Linked DNA regions of Zea mays: region 1 is linked to region 2. A link is a contact called in public Hi-C data. All regions are on one chromosome and are shown on one strand. Each heading gives the region's core, a stretch centred on a gene start, on an enhancer-like site or on the middle of the called end of the contact. The rest is flanking DNA. Distances are from core to core; before and after follow the strand shown. Region 1 has its middle 82 kb from the start of LOC100194201. Region 2 holds the start of LOC100194201.

Region 1 (6,533 bases), core at 2,219-4,718, 82 kb after region 2:
ACTAAATCACCAAAATACTTAGAAATGGCCCAAGGGCACATTTCCCTTTCAGTAGCAATACAAACAAACATGGTATAGGCAACATAAACATCACACCAAACATAAGAACAAACTACGCAGTAATAATCTACACATTAAAATAAAATCCTAGGAACAGGAATCATAATTTTTGGAGTTATAGGTTTTAAGATATGAATTTTTTCAAGGTTTAATGTGCTTGAAATAGGATTAAATGAGAAATTAATTTTCTTACTGTTGTCATGATAAAACAGAGGCTCTAAGTGATAGATAATAAAATTATAAAATTTTAGGAACTGGAATGGAGTAATTTGGAGTTAGTATGAATTTTCTATGAATTTATAAAATTCTAGTAATTATTTTCATGTTAGAAATCCATTTTCTATTCATTTATTCGATTTAAACTATCTCTGGACTGGGCGCACTATTTCGGAGAAAGACAGGGGGCTCGGCGCAAAAGGTCCCAAGACACAGAGTCCTGCAGACAAGACTGTGGGTTATTTTCTTAGAAGCATAGGGTCTCTTTAGTAAATATGCCAAGGCGAAAGGGTATCTCCCGCCCGGAGCCGTCCGATTAGACATCAACGGCTCAGATTAAAACCGATCCCCCCTTGAAACGGTACTGAATCACAGCCATCGGATCACGATCCGAGGCTTCCCGAGATGGCCACGCCTACACCAGATCCCAAGCGTCCATCAACGGATCTACGGACATATTTTAATGTTGCCAAGAGGTATCGCCCGTCTAATCCACGCCGCCCACCGACAGATCTACGGTCCATAGTCTCTCTGACCCAGATCAAATCCCAGCCGCCAGCTACTGATCCAGCGGTCGCGGCATCATCTTCCCACACTGCCAACAGGCACGGCGGCGCACCTAAGGCAGCGGCGGATCCCTCACCGGCGTCGCGCTAACCGCGAGCCCGACGAGCAGATCACCCCGAGGAATCGCGCAAAATGAAATCCACCTACTCGTGAATTGGATAGGGGGCGCCATACCGAGATTTGACGAGGCGGTGATGTCACCCAGGATGCACAGCACGTCCGCGGCGGAAACGAAACTCCGACGACGAATTCAGGCCGCCACCGGGGTCGTTCCTTCCTGGGATGAACGCGAAATCTTCAGTCGACAACCCGCAAGACCCCCGGACAAGACTTCGAGGGCGCGGTCGTTGGTAATCTAAGGTTCACACACGGCGGTGAGCTTTCACCCGCACTCCCTCTCCTCTGTCTCTCTCTGTGGGTTCCACGGTCAAGCTTCCACGCCTATGGCGGAGTCCACAGGGCTTATAAGCTCACGCCCCCGCGGATCACGGTGGGCAGGTGCGCCTATCCACGAGCTGCCGAGCATGCGGACACCGTCGCGATCCCGCTAGATGCGGATTTCCGTTGGAGGCGAAATAGCTGACAGGTGGGGGCCGCACTCCAGCGACAGTCCATCATCAGCGCGCGCGCGTGTGCAGATGACAGAGGTGGCCCACAGGTCGGCGCAACCAGGGAGCGGGTGTAATGGGCTGCGCGAAGAGCTGGAGATGGGCCGGTTCTGCAAGTTTCAGCCCATGCGCTAGTTTTTCTTTTTCTTTTACTTTTCCTTCTTCTGATTTATATTTTTCCCATCTCATTTGAATTCAAATTTCACACTTAAATCTTTTGGTGAATTCTTCTTAGATTGAAAGTATAATTTGAATATAATGGTCTTACTTTTATTTATAATATTTGTCTTGTATATATTTTATTTTATTTTTGTACTCCTTTTCCTCCCTCCACATTTCTTTAGGGTTTTAAATTCCACTTTGGATTTAACATATTCATTTTTATATTATTTTTACATTGTCACAAGTAATGCACACACAATAAAATCGAGCATGATGCATAATTTGGTAGTATATATTTTTATTAATTGTTTTTGGGCATGATGTTCACATAAGATGATGCATAAAGATCAAACTCACATGAAGAGAAATTGTTTCCCTATTGGTATTATTTCTAGCAAATTACAAAGTGGGTGTTACATGGAGCAACAGAGAACATACCCACGCCCACCGTACCCGATGAGCATAACAAATGACCCAATAAAATACCCATGTGTATCAAAATCCGCCATACCCGTGCCCTAATAGGGTTTTTACCCATCGGATTTCGGGTTTCGGGTACCCATTGCCATCCCTAAGCCCGGTGGCTAACTCGCAATTGATTCCAAGACTCAGTATAACCCCCTGAGTGGACGGCGAGTTTATTTTTAATAAAGCTAGGGGCTCTTGTGCATATTTTCCCAGTCGAAGGGGTATCCTTCGCTATCGGTCATCGGATCGAGAACGTGCGACTCAGATTAGATCGACTTAATAATTGAAGCGGTAAGCGCTAGCAGCCACTGGATCCGAGATCCACGTCCAACATTCGACCACGCCCGCGCCCACGCACAACCCTTCGATTCAAAATTGACGACAAGATTTTTATGCGATGACGGGGTATGTTTACTCTAATCGCGACTGTCCATGTGTGGATCTATGGCCCTAGTCATCACAATCCCTCATCTAATCTCGATCACTTGCCATGAGATCGACGGCCCAGGTCTTCAACCTCTGAAATATCCTCATTTCGATTTAATCTCCGCATCGCACCACATCCAACGGGAGGCGCGCGTCTTCTTCCTTCTGCCTGCTTAGTCTGACGGCGCGCCGGCAGCACGCAGTGCCACCTACACCGGAGACACGCATGCAAGCACAGCTACCCCATTCCCGAATCCAACTGTGTGCAAGCGCATGAGTAAGGGAGATAGTACGGAGGGAGGGGGTCACTTACAAGCGTGGATGCCGCGAGGTATTCCCGCCACAGCGAGGTACAGGCCCGCGCAATTTCTGCAGAGTACGGCGAGGGACACAGGTGGTGTTGCCACGCGCCACCGCGGACCCGCGGTAGAGTTCCTCCTCCGGTGAGGAATTTCCCAGCCACCAGGTCCCCATCGGTACCGCACACGGCGCATCTCTGTTCACAGCGACAGCGACCAGGGACGAGATCCGGTGAGCAATTCCCATGGGTCCGAAGCTTCCCCCGCAAATTGGGGACACACAGAGGCGCGGGACGGGCAAGCGAAGCTTCCTGACCACCGATTATGGTAAATCCGTCGACGGGTGTGATGGTCCTCGACAGCGGCATCACTCAAATTTCTCTGTGCTTCGTTAATGGAGGACGCGACAGGAGCGGAAGGGACGGCCCGGTTTTATATGGCTACTGGTTCCGAGTCCAGGGAAAAACCGGCCCACAAGCGATTGGTATGGCAGGCGAGAGATCCGATTAGTTGCAACAAACTCCGAGCCACGCGCGGAGAAGAATGGGTTAAGTTCAGCGGCGCCGTTCCTGCCGGATGACCACGGGGAGGGGAAGCAGATAGTCCTTACCGGTGGGTCCCACCCCAAAGCCACAGCGCGCGCAGCGCAGTCTGAGCCAAGCGAAGGGGAGCACGGGTGATGAGGCTCGCGCTCGGCTGTGCGACGGGCCAGTGGGGCCCGCATGGAAGTGAACAAGGGAACAAGCTGACGCGGGGGTGGGGGGGGGGGGGGGGGGGGGGGGGGGGGGGGAAGAACTGGGCCGGCCGGATTTTCGGCCCATGCCAGGTAGTTCTCTTTTTTTCTGCTTTTGTTTCCTATTTTCAGGATTTCAAACCCAATTTAAACTTCAAATACAAACCAAATGCACAACCAAAAACCAGCCAGAATACAAATATATTTTTTTATTATTTATTTATTATTACTTTTTTAGTAAATACTCCAAAACAAAGGATCATTCACATAGGAAAACCAAAGTTTCAATTAAATCATTCTCTCTTAAAACTACCTATACACCCACTATACGGGCGCACATGTTTTCTCCTGGGCATGGATTGTATTGGGCCAGTTTCGGCCTAGTACTATTCATGTTTTTCCTTTTTATTTTTCTCCTAGGGTTAGAGAATTCATAGGAAATTGTAGAAAAATGCTAAAAATGCAAGACCAATTTTGCTAGGCTCCTAAAATTCTATACTATTTAATAAAAATATTTTTATAACTTTAGTCCAAATAAGGAATTATGGAGTATTTAAAACAGCTAAAACCTATACTCCTAGAATTTTAGAAATTGATTAATAACTCCAAAAATCACTAAACTTTTTAGATGAGCTTTAAATATTATTTAGAAGCCTTAGATAAAGTTTGGCATGATTTGGACAATGTTTTATGCCTAAACCCCAAAACCCTAGTCTTCTATTGATGCGTGCCCTAGGGATTACAGTTCTGACTCCAAAAACCCTAGTTTTCCGGAGTTCCGTGAAGGAAAATTATATTCAAGACCTAAGATAATATACCTTTATTATCTTTGCATTTTCATAAGCATTATATGAGCATTCATGTTTGTATATATGATATATATAGAAAACGAAGAAGAAGTAGAAGTTGAAGAAGCAAGAGCTACACCACCACCTGAAGACCCACCTGTCGGGAATTACTTTTATTTTGACATTTGTGGAGCAGAGCTCGACTCTCCTATAACATAAGGCAAGACCCGGTGCATTTGCCACCTCCTTGCTATTTTAAAATCTTTCTCACTTGCTTGATGCATTAGGTGATAGGAGTTGTGCGCTAAACAAATTGATGCATTTCCTTCTTGAGAATTTGATTACCTTTCCTTGATCCCCTGTTTTATAAAAAGGTTTTTCTTTTGCTTAGTCTTGCTCTAGAAAAACAAAATGTTTTGTTTTGACAAAAGATGATGCTTCAAGTGGGATGGGATGTTTTCAAAATAAAACTTGATGGTGAATCCATCATGGCCGTGATGGGTTCAACATTAGAAAAGATGTACCTCTGTCAGGTACCAAACTTTGGGTTAAAATGATAAAGCTGAGACCGGGCGGGTGACTTGCACGAGAAGAGAGTGTCGGTGTAGTGTCTCTGTCTAAGTCGATTAAGGACCGTCTCGATGTAGGCTTGATGATCGAGGACCTTTTAACTGGTCACATGCCTCATCATGGGTAAGCTTTACCTTGGGCAGACTAATACCAGAATAAGATAACACGTAATGGGAGTGGAGAGATGGCGAGAGTAGCGTGTACCCTTCATGGCAAGAGGCTAGACGGTGTTGTATCTGTGCTCTCGGTTGACGTGAACCTGATCTGGTCTTAAGAATCCCGGTGGCGAGTTGACATATGCAAGGGTTAAGTGCTACATATGTCGTGTGATTGGAGATCCTCAGCTAGGTATTAATCGATTCGGATCGCTGTTACTTCTCGGACATGAAGACTTGGTCACTGACTTACACGTAGCATTCCAGTGAACAAGAAGGGTTGATAAGAAAATGGCTAGTCTAGGCCAAGTGCTTGAACTAGGGTAGAAAGAACTTTAGATTCAGGTAATGACTTAACTTGCTAATAAAACTGGATTTTTAAGGATCCACTATTAGTAAGCATTTTTGCAAACAGAGTCTTGATTATTGATTAAGCCTTACCTTGACTCCCTTAAAGCCAGCATATCCTTGAGAATCTTTTATTTTGACGGGTAAGACTTGTGAAAGTACACTTTGTACTCAGGGTTTTCGAACCCATGTTGTTGTAGGTGAGGAAGCAGCAAATTTTTGTTGCTTTTGTTCCAAGGTGGTGCCTAAGGAAGAAAATAAGGATTGAAGTCTCGGGAGGAAGTGTCCTCCTTTAAAAACTTTACTTTTAAACGGGAGGGGTTTTTTGCCGCCCAAGTTTGTAATAATATTACTCCAGCACTCTTATATATTACTGGTCTGTAATAATAATACTCTTTCTATACTTTAATATAAAATAAGTTGTTGTAACTGCTTCCGCATATTTGTATCTCCGATGTGTTGTAATATCTGCGCGACGGGTGAAACGCTCTTGGGCAAGGTAAAGAATTCAGATACTGAACTTATCAAGTGATCAGGTGCACCTGCAGGGTTGTCCGAGGTCCAATGGACAAGGAAAACTGTAGGTGGGTCTAATGACTTGGGAGGTTCCGTCACAGCTGGTATCGGAGCGAAGCCCATCTCTATAGATATTATGTGGCATTTTCAAAAAGAATTTTTAAGGACTTATCTAAGAAAATTTCTTTCCTTCTTATCTAACTACCTTCTGAAGTACTTATCTTATAAGATCAGGTAGTTGAGTGCAATGTATAGAAGGTGGTGAATCAACTAAGGTTGATTCTGTAATTATGCATGCATCATGTTAAAAACTATACTAATAAAGTTTTCCCCCTTATGAAGATATGCCGCCGCGCACGAGGAAAACCGCGCGTAAGTCCACTGGACCAATTGGCGTGCCTCGGCATCAGCTGGCTCCAAGGCATGAGGAGAGCAGCGGCGGCAGCAATGACCTCATTGGAGATCTAGAAGCCCAGGTGGAGCAGCTTCGAACGGAGCTACGACACAAAAACAGGGTGTGGGTCGAAGACGGTCAACGTATAAATGAATTAAGAGCTGACGTCCGACATCTGCAAGACGAGCTTGCCGAACGGGATTTGGCAATCGATTGGACTGTC
Region 2 (6,815 bases), core at 3,703-6,202:
TGACATAGGGAAGTGTTATACAACCTATTGTGGTTGTTCGAGGAAATGAGATGGTATTGGTTATATTGGGACTACTGAGTTCTATATCTACAAGTATTTCTAATCTTAATTGTGATTCTTTTAAAATGTTGATTAATTCAATTTGTGGTTTAAATATCTCGTCAAAACAATTCGCTTGCTGAGATGTTTCATCTCACTCTTGCATTACTCAATGCAGCTGCTTGTTGCTCATCAAGGGGAGTGAGAAGTAGCAGCACATCCAGCTTCACTCTCATAATAACGCTGCTTAGGCGCAGTCATGATTTAATTAGAAACTTCTTGTCAAAGGATGTTTGTTTCTAACAAGTTGTGCGCACTGGTTAATTCAGTTCATGTCGTTATGGTTGTCTTCCCATTTCTAGCAGATTATTAATGTCTATTATGTTTTCTTGTCATGATATCTATTTATACTTTGTTGCTTCCCCGTTTATGCAATTTTCAAAGGAGATGCTATCGAAATTTTATATATGAATGTTAGATGTGTAGTTTAGAAGCATTCTGGGGTGTTTGTGGATCCTGGGGTGTTACACCGCCATGGCTCGCCAACGTAGTCATGGTCAAGAAGAATTGTGGAAAATGGCGAATGTGCATAGATTTCACCAGCCTCAATAAAGCATGTCCCAAAGACAATTTCCTCCTCCCTAGAATTGACAAGATTGTCGATTCAGCTGCAGGCTGCCAGGTCATATCACTCTTGGATTATTTCTCAAGATACCACCAGATATATATGAAGGAGGAGGACAAAGCGAAGACAAGCTTCATAACACCCTTCAACACATATTGCTTTGTGCATATGCTGAAGGCCTCAAGAACGTCGGCTCCACCTTTTCACGCCTAACAAAATCAGTGCTTGAAGAGCAGCTGGGTCGCAATGTTTTCACTTACGTCGACGACATTATCGTCGCAAGCAAAAATGAGGAAGACCACATTGCTGACCTCGTCGAAACGTTTGCAAGAATGAGCGAAGCAAGGTTTCGCCTAAATCCAGATAATTGTGTCTTCGGTGTTCGCCAGGGCAAAATCCTGGGCTACCTTGTATCCCATAGAGGCATCGAGGCCAACCCCACCATGGTCAAGGCAATAATGGACATGCAGCCTTCACAATCAGCAAAAGACATCCAAAGGCTCACTGGAAGGCTGGTAGCATTAAACAAGTTCATTTCGCGATTTGCGGAGAGAAGCCTACCTTTCTTGAAGACCCCAAGGGGAGCAAAAAACTACGTCTGGGGCCCCGAGCAGGCAACAGCCTTCGATTCAATCAAAGCTTATCTTTCAGAAATGATAACCGTAACAAGCCTAAAGCCCGCATCCTCCCTACTCCTGTACGTCGCAGCATCCCATCAAGCAGTCAGTGCATCTTTGGTGCTGGAGAAGGCCAAGGATGGGAAACTACAATAGCAGCCTATATATTTCGTCTTAGAGGTCCTTGACAGCTCTAAGTGCAATATGTCAGAAATGGAAAAAATAGCTTACGTTGTGCTCATGGTGTCATGAAAGCTGCGACACTACTTCAAAGCACACAAGATAAGAGTGGCAATAGACGTAAGTCTCTGGATACCGCATAGTCTTCAAGTCCAGAAATTCAATCAAATCGCAAGTCCTAGCTGACTTTATAGTGGATTGGATGGGACCTTCACAATATCGGCACCCAGACCTTGAAACATATTGGATAATCCACTTTGAAGGCGCCTGGTGTCATACGGGGGTCGGTGCAGCAGTAGTAATTACAACCACATCAGCCGCCAAGTATAGATATGACGCTCGATTAAACTTTGCTCTCGAGACAGACAAATGTACCAATAACATTGCAGAGTACGAAGCATTCATCCTCGGACTCTGCAAACTCAGGGCACTCGGCGTTAAGACTTGCATAGTCAAGAATGATTCCAAAGTCATCGCCTGCCACGTATAAAAAGATTGTACAGCCCGAGAGCCAGTCTTCCTCCAGTATCTGTCGACTGTGCGATGTCTGGAGATGCAATTCAAGGGTTTTTCAATCTAGCATGTGGACCGAAGCAAAAATGAGGAGGCATATATTGTATATTGTATTTTGATGATTTTGCGTAGAAAGGAATTAATAATACATAAGTAGTATAAAATTCATGTAATTTTACGGAGACGCAACATATGTCTACATATATTTCTAAAAAATGATTGGACTCAAGTAGTGGCTAAATGATTACGACACTCGTGAAGTCGTGATATGTGTGGAATGGTGTCTTACCACGGTATCCGACAAAAAAATCTGTTACCGATGCTATCTGTGTCCGACTAGTTTCGTATTCAACACGTGGCTATCCGTATTTGCATCCGAGAAGATTCGTATTTGTATTTGTATCCGAAGCTATCCGTATTCGAATTCAAATCTAAATAAAAATATGAAAACAAATATGGTTTCTATAATATTCGTCCGTATCCGATCCGATTACATCCCTAATTGTCGGATTCAACATGGTTCACCCTCCCATTGAAAACACGTTCCCCGCTCGGCGAAAATCGTCCAAAACCCACTAATCCCGAGCAGTTTATATCTTTCAAATTTGGAATCCGCTTTTTCATTTTTCTCGCCGAAAACCACCGCTTCCAGACCGAGAAACGAGAAGGAATCAATTTTCCTGACTGAGAAGGTGGTTTTTAAATTTTTCGACTGATTTGTATTTGAAATCAATAAACCGATTTATCTTGACGTGAAACCGCTGTTTTTACCGGTTTTCTTTTTTTTTTGCCTTTTTTGCTGTTTTTTTTACCGGTTTCATTTTTTATAAAAATTTCAAAACTTTTGAATTTTAAATAAATTTTAGAAAACACTGGAAACCCATTACCGGTCTGGTCTCATAACAGGAAACCAGAGCGGTTTTGTAAACCGTGACACGCGGTGATACGCCTGACAAGGTCCTCATGGATTCGGGCGCTAAAGGCGCGCGCGGCGGCGGCGGGCAACGCGACGCAGCCCCGGCCCCTGGTCACTGTGGTCGTCGGCCGTCGCCCCAAAGACGAAAAGCCTCCGCGCTGCCCCTCCTATCCACTGCGGCTCTGCGCAGTCCCTCCCATCATCTTGAAAATCCGTGCAAAAGAGGCAGACTCCCTCCTCTCCAAAGGCAGCGAGCCAGCCACCGTACAACGCCAGTGCTCCCGTCCCGCCTTTAGTTACCTGCGGGCCGCTTTGGTCTGGATGCGCTGCCGCTGCATGCCCCGCCCGGTTCTCGCCGGTCGCCACGATAAAAGGCGGGCAGGCAGGCAGAGGGAGGAAAGAAGCCGCCGCGCGGGCAAAGCTAAAAAGCACAGTGCACATGCATGTATAAAGGTCTCAAAGGAGTCGAGGCGATCGAAGAAGGGATCTTCCTCAGGCCCAGAGCCGGCCCGCTGCGGCGGCGACGTGCGTCTGGGTGGGGTACTGGGGCGTGGGAGGGAGCTGGCCGGCCGCTTTTGACTGAGATAGATGGGATCTTTCCTCTCAGACAGACAGCCTCCGGCTCAGGCGCGGCTCAAGCTGCAAGCGCCTTATCGGCCGGCACAGCAGTAAATGACTTGGGCTCGAAGAGAGCTAAAGACAAGGCATGGGCGAGTTCAAAGAGCATCCAATGCGGACAGTGACAAACATGCATGCGGTCTTCTTCACACGACGCGTTCCGTTGCATGCACGTGCATGAAGCTAGCTAAAACGTTATCTGAAGCCTCCCAGCATCCGTCAGAACTATTTACCCATACACATGAACAAGATATTATATAGGAAGGCAACAGAACTAGTTAATAGTACTTGTGAAGCAAGCGTTTTGGGGTTACATCAGATCCAAGCGCAAACATGCATGCGGAGACGAACGTAACTGAAAATGAAACAGCAAACATAGGTCTCATCTGGGGTCTACTGTCCCCAGATAAATGGGGAACCAAATCTTAAAAGAAACGCGCGGTAGGGGTACCGGTGGAACAAAACTAGTGATAGGGCATGCATCGCGGGTGTCTTTAATTTTGCAATTAAATCTACTGCTGCTCCCTTATGATGTGATGATGAGGACTCCTCTTCAATTCATGCTGCTGCTGCTGCTCCTGCTTCGTCGACGCGCGCTATAGCTGTAAACTTTGCTCTACCTACACCTCAGTGCCTGCAGCAAACGGAACGTTCGGTCAGATCATGCATGCACACACAGCAGCCAGCAAAATTAAAGGAGGAAATATATGGATTTATTTGGTAAATTACAAGTAGTTTTCGTAGGTCGTCGTGGCAGCGCTACCGGAGTCCCGTGGCGCGTTGCACCTGAAACATTCCATCCTGCTAGCGAAGTTGTGCTCGTTGCAACCGGACCTGTACGTAAAATATATATATTATTCAGCAACCTCATCATTCCATGCACATATGCATGCAGACAGAAAGAAGCCACAAATTAAAACACGACGCAGCACCTGGTGCAGATCCAGTCTCCAGACTTCCAACCGGGGCGGTTGGTACGGGCGGCAGCGCCGCTGCCGAAGCCGGCGTAGCCGCGTGAGCGTGACATGTCACTATCAAAGGCGCCGGCAGCCTCCTCCTTGTAGGCAGAGCACCTGAAGCAGTTGGAGCGGCTGGCGAAGTTGTGTGCGCCGCAGGAGCAGTACCAGTCACCAGGGCGGACATCAGAGCCAGCACCAAAGCCACCGCCGAAGGAGGAACCACCACGCCCACCCAAGTCGCCACCACCGCCGCTACGATCACCAACTCCACGTGGTTCACTGCAGCGCTGGCATGCATCCCGACGGCTGAAGTTGAGGTGCTGGCACGCCCTGCAGTCCCAGTCTCCTGGCTTCCTGTTCATCTTGCCGCCGCCTGCACCCAGATAAAAAAAATTTCAAAGAGCTAGAACCAAGAAGATATACACAAAGCTAAATTACCTAAACAAAGCTCTCTCTCCTAGCTAGCTGGAACAAGTGCTATGGAGCTAGCGAAATGGTGATGCAGCAAGGTGCGTCTGTGCAGGGGTATTTATAGCGAAGTTTGGAGGGGATGCTGAAACCGAGGGTGAGCCTATCTTTGTGCCTTTGATTCTTGGTGCCCGCGAAGAACAAGGGAATCACGTAAAACTAGAAGAAGAAAAGAAAGAAAGAAAGCTAAGAGGGGGAGTTAAAGAAAAGAAGAGAAAGCGTCATTAAAGGGAAAAAGAATTATGGGGAGGGAGTTTGAATGCCTACTTTGCCCTGCATCTTAGCCTGCCGTGGCAACATCTTTTGAGACATGGGATGGAGGGATGCGCACTTCTTCTTCGTATTCTTGTGCTTAGGAAATATGGCGTGTGCTCACAATGTCTATCCAAAATACAGGATAACGCTGCAGTATGAAATTTGAGAAGGAGCTAGGTTGGTATAGCATCCGAAATATGGCGTGCATGTAAATATTCTCTGTTTTCATGGCATACTTCAAGTCGATGCAGTTAACTTCCTAATTTTGAAGGTATAACACGTTCCAAAACAACAAACATATCTGTGCTAAAAGACAGAAAACATAATGTATGCCAACAGTACAACTCATCGCACTACATCGACCATCGCACAAAATATATGAAAGGAAAGGCAAAACCTAAAATTAGCACTTATTAGATTCTGATGCAAATAGTGTTAAGAATGGAGCCTGTCATTGTAAACCTATGCTTATTTATCATCGATATATATACAACCTTTGATTCATGCAGCTAAAGAAAAAGGTCATTCCTGTTTCTGATATTCAATGCTAGCTTTGCTTTCTTTTACTATCAATTATTGAGAAAAGACAATGGAATCCATTCCAAGCAACCATCACATCAACTCAGCGCTATAACCATTTCTGTCGAGCAATCTACAACAAGTCCATGGCCCACCCATATCATTTATTCAGCATAACTTGATGTAAGCAAGCCTCTTTCAACACAAACACCCTTTTTTCATGAATTTAGAGGTCCCTTCCATAGCCATAATTAGCTGGTGATAATTAGGTTTCTGAACCATATATATATATATATATATATATATATATATATATATATATATATATATATATATATATATATATATATATATATATATATATATATATATATATATATATATATATATATATATATATATATATACACTATCACTAATATGACAAAAAGAGTTCCATAATTAATTGTCAGAGAAATATTTCTAAGAAGATGCAAAAAAGTAGGTGTTCCGGATCAGAAATGGACTAGCTGATTTTCCGGATAAGAAGGAACAAGTATGAATATGAAGACACTGCCTTACCAAGTGAATATTCTAAATGCAAAGACAGATAGGAGCATAAAGTGTTCAGCAGCTTACCAACAGCGTAACATCTACTTCCACCATTCTAAATTACAAAATATATATTTCGGCATTTCTACATATATATATAGCTTTTGCTATGCACTTGATTTACACTATCTACATATATAATAAAGGTGATGTACCTAGAAAAACTATAACATTTTATAATTTCCAAGAGAGAGAGAGAGAGAGAGAGAGTACAACAGGATGTGCATGTGACAAAAGAGAAATTAGCACTAGTTAAAGAACACACTATCTTCTCAACTAAGTGGATCCAACATGTGAGAAACTTTTTCTTTGCAGAAAGGAAAAAAAATTAAGAGAAGCTCCCCACCCCTACCCCCTGGATACGTTCATGCAAAAAAAAACAAATGTCTTTAAACAAATATGATATGGTTGAGAAGCAAATACATTTTACCCCAGTTCTGCTCACCAAATGACCCGAGCTATCTTACTTTTGGCACAAACTGATATACCACTTGGGCCCTAGCGTTTTTTCCTCA

The links. A called contact is a pair of places that touch in the nucleus more often than the background predicts.
Region 1: a contact with region 2 is called in a Hi-C map of tassel, with 2.3 times the contacts expected there. The contact joins the enhancer-like site here to the promoter of LOC100194201 in region 2. A contact is called at or near these places in 2 of 25 Hi-C or Micro-C datasets (ear and tassel).

The regions. Positions count from the first base shown.
Region 1 is chr5:114,464,288-114,470,820 of Zm-B73-REFERENCE-NAM-5.0, forward strand. No RefSeq gene overlaps it. Among protein-coding and RNA genes, the nearest start is that of LOC100194201, 82 kb to the left of the region's middle. Within about 2 kb of position 3,469, at least 18 of the 20 cell types and tissues checked have an H3K27ac peak or open chromatin away from gene starts, as enhancers often do. A contact at or near this core is called in ear and tassel, where this site is marked.
Region 2 is chr5:114,380,553-114,387,367 of Zm-B73-REFERENCE-NAM-5.0, forward strand. It overlaps LOC100194201, which reads right to left and starts at 4,953. Exons shown (of 4, transcript NM_001139246.1): 1 at 4,906-4,953; 2 at 4,441-4,840; 3 at 4,238-4,342; 4 at 3,768-4,142. The coding sequence starts at 4,829. The coding sequence ends at 4,136.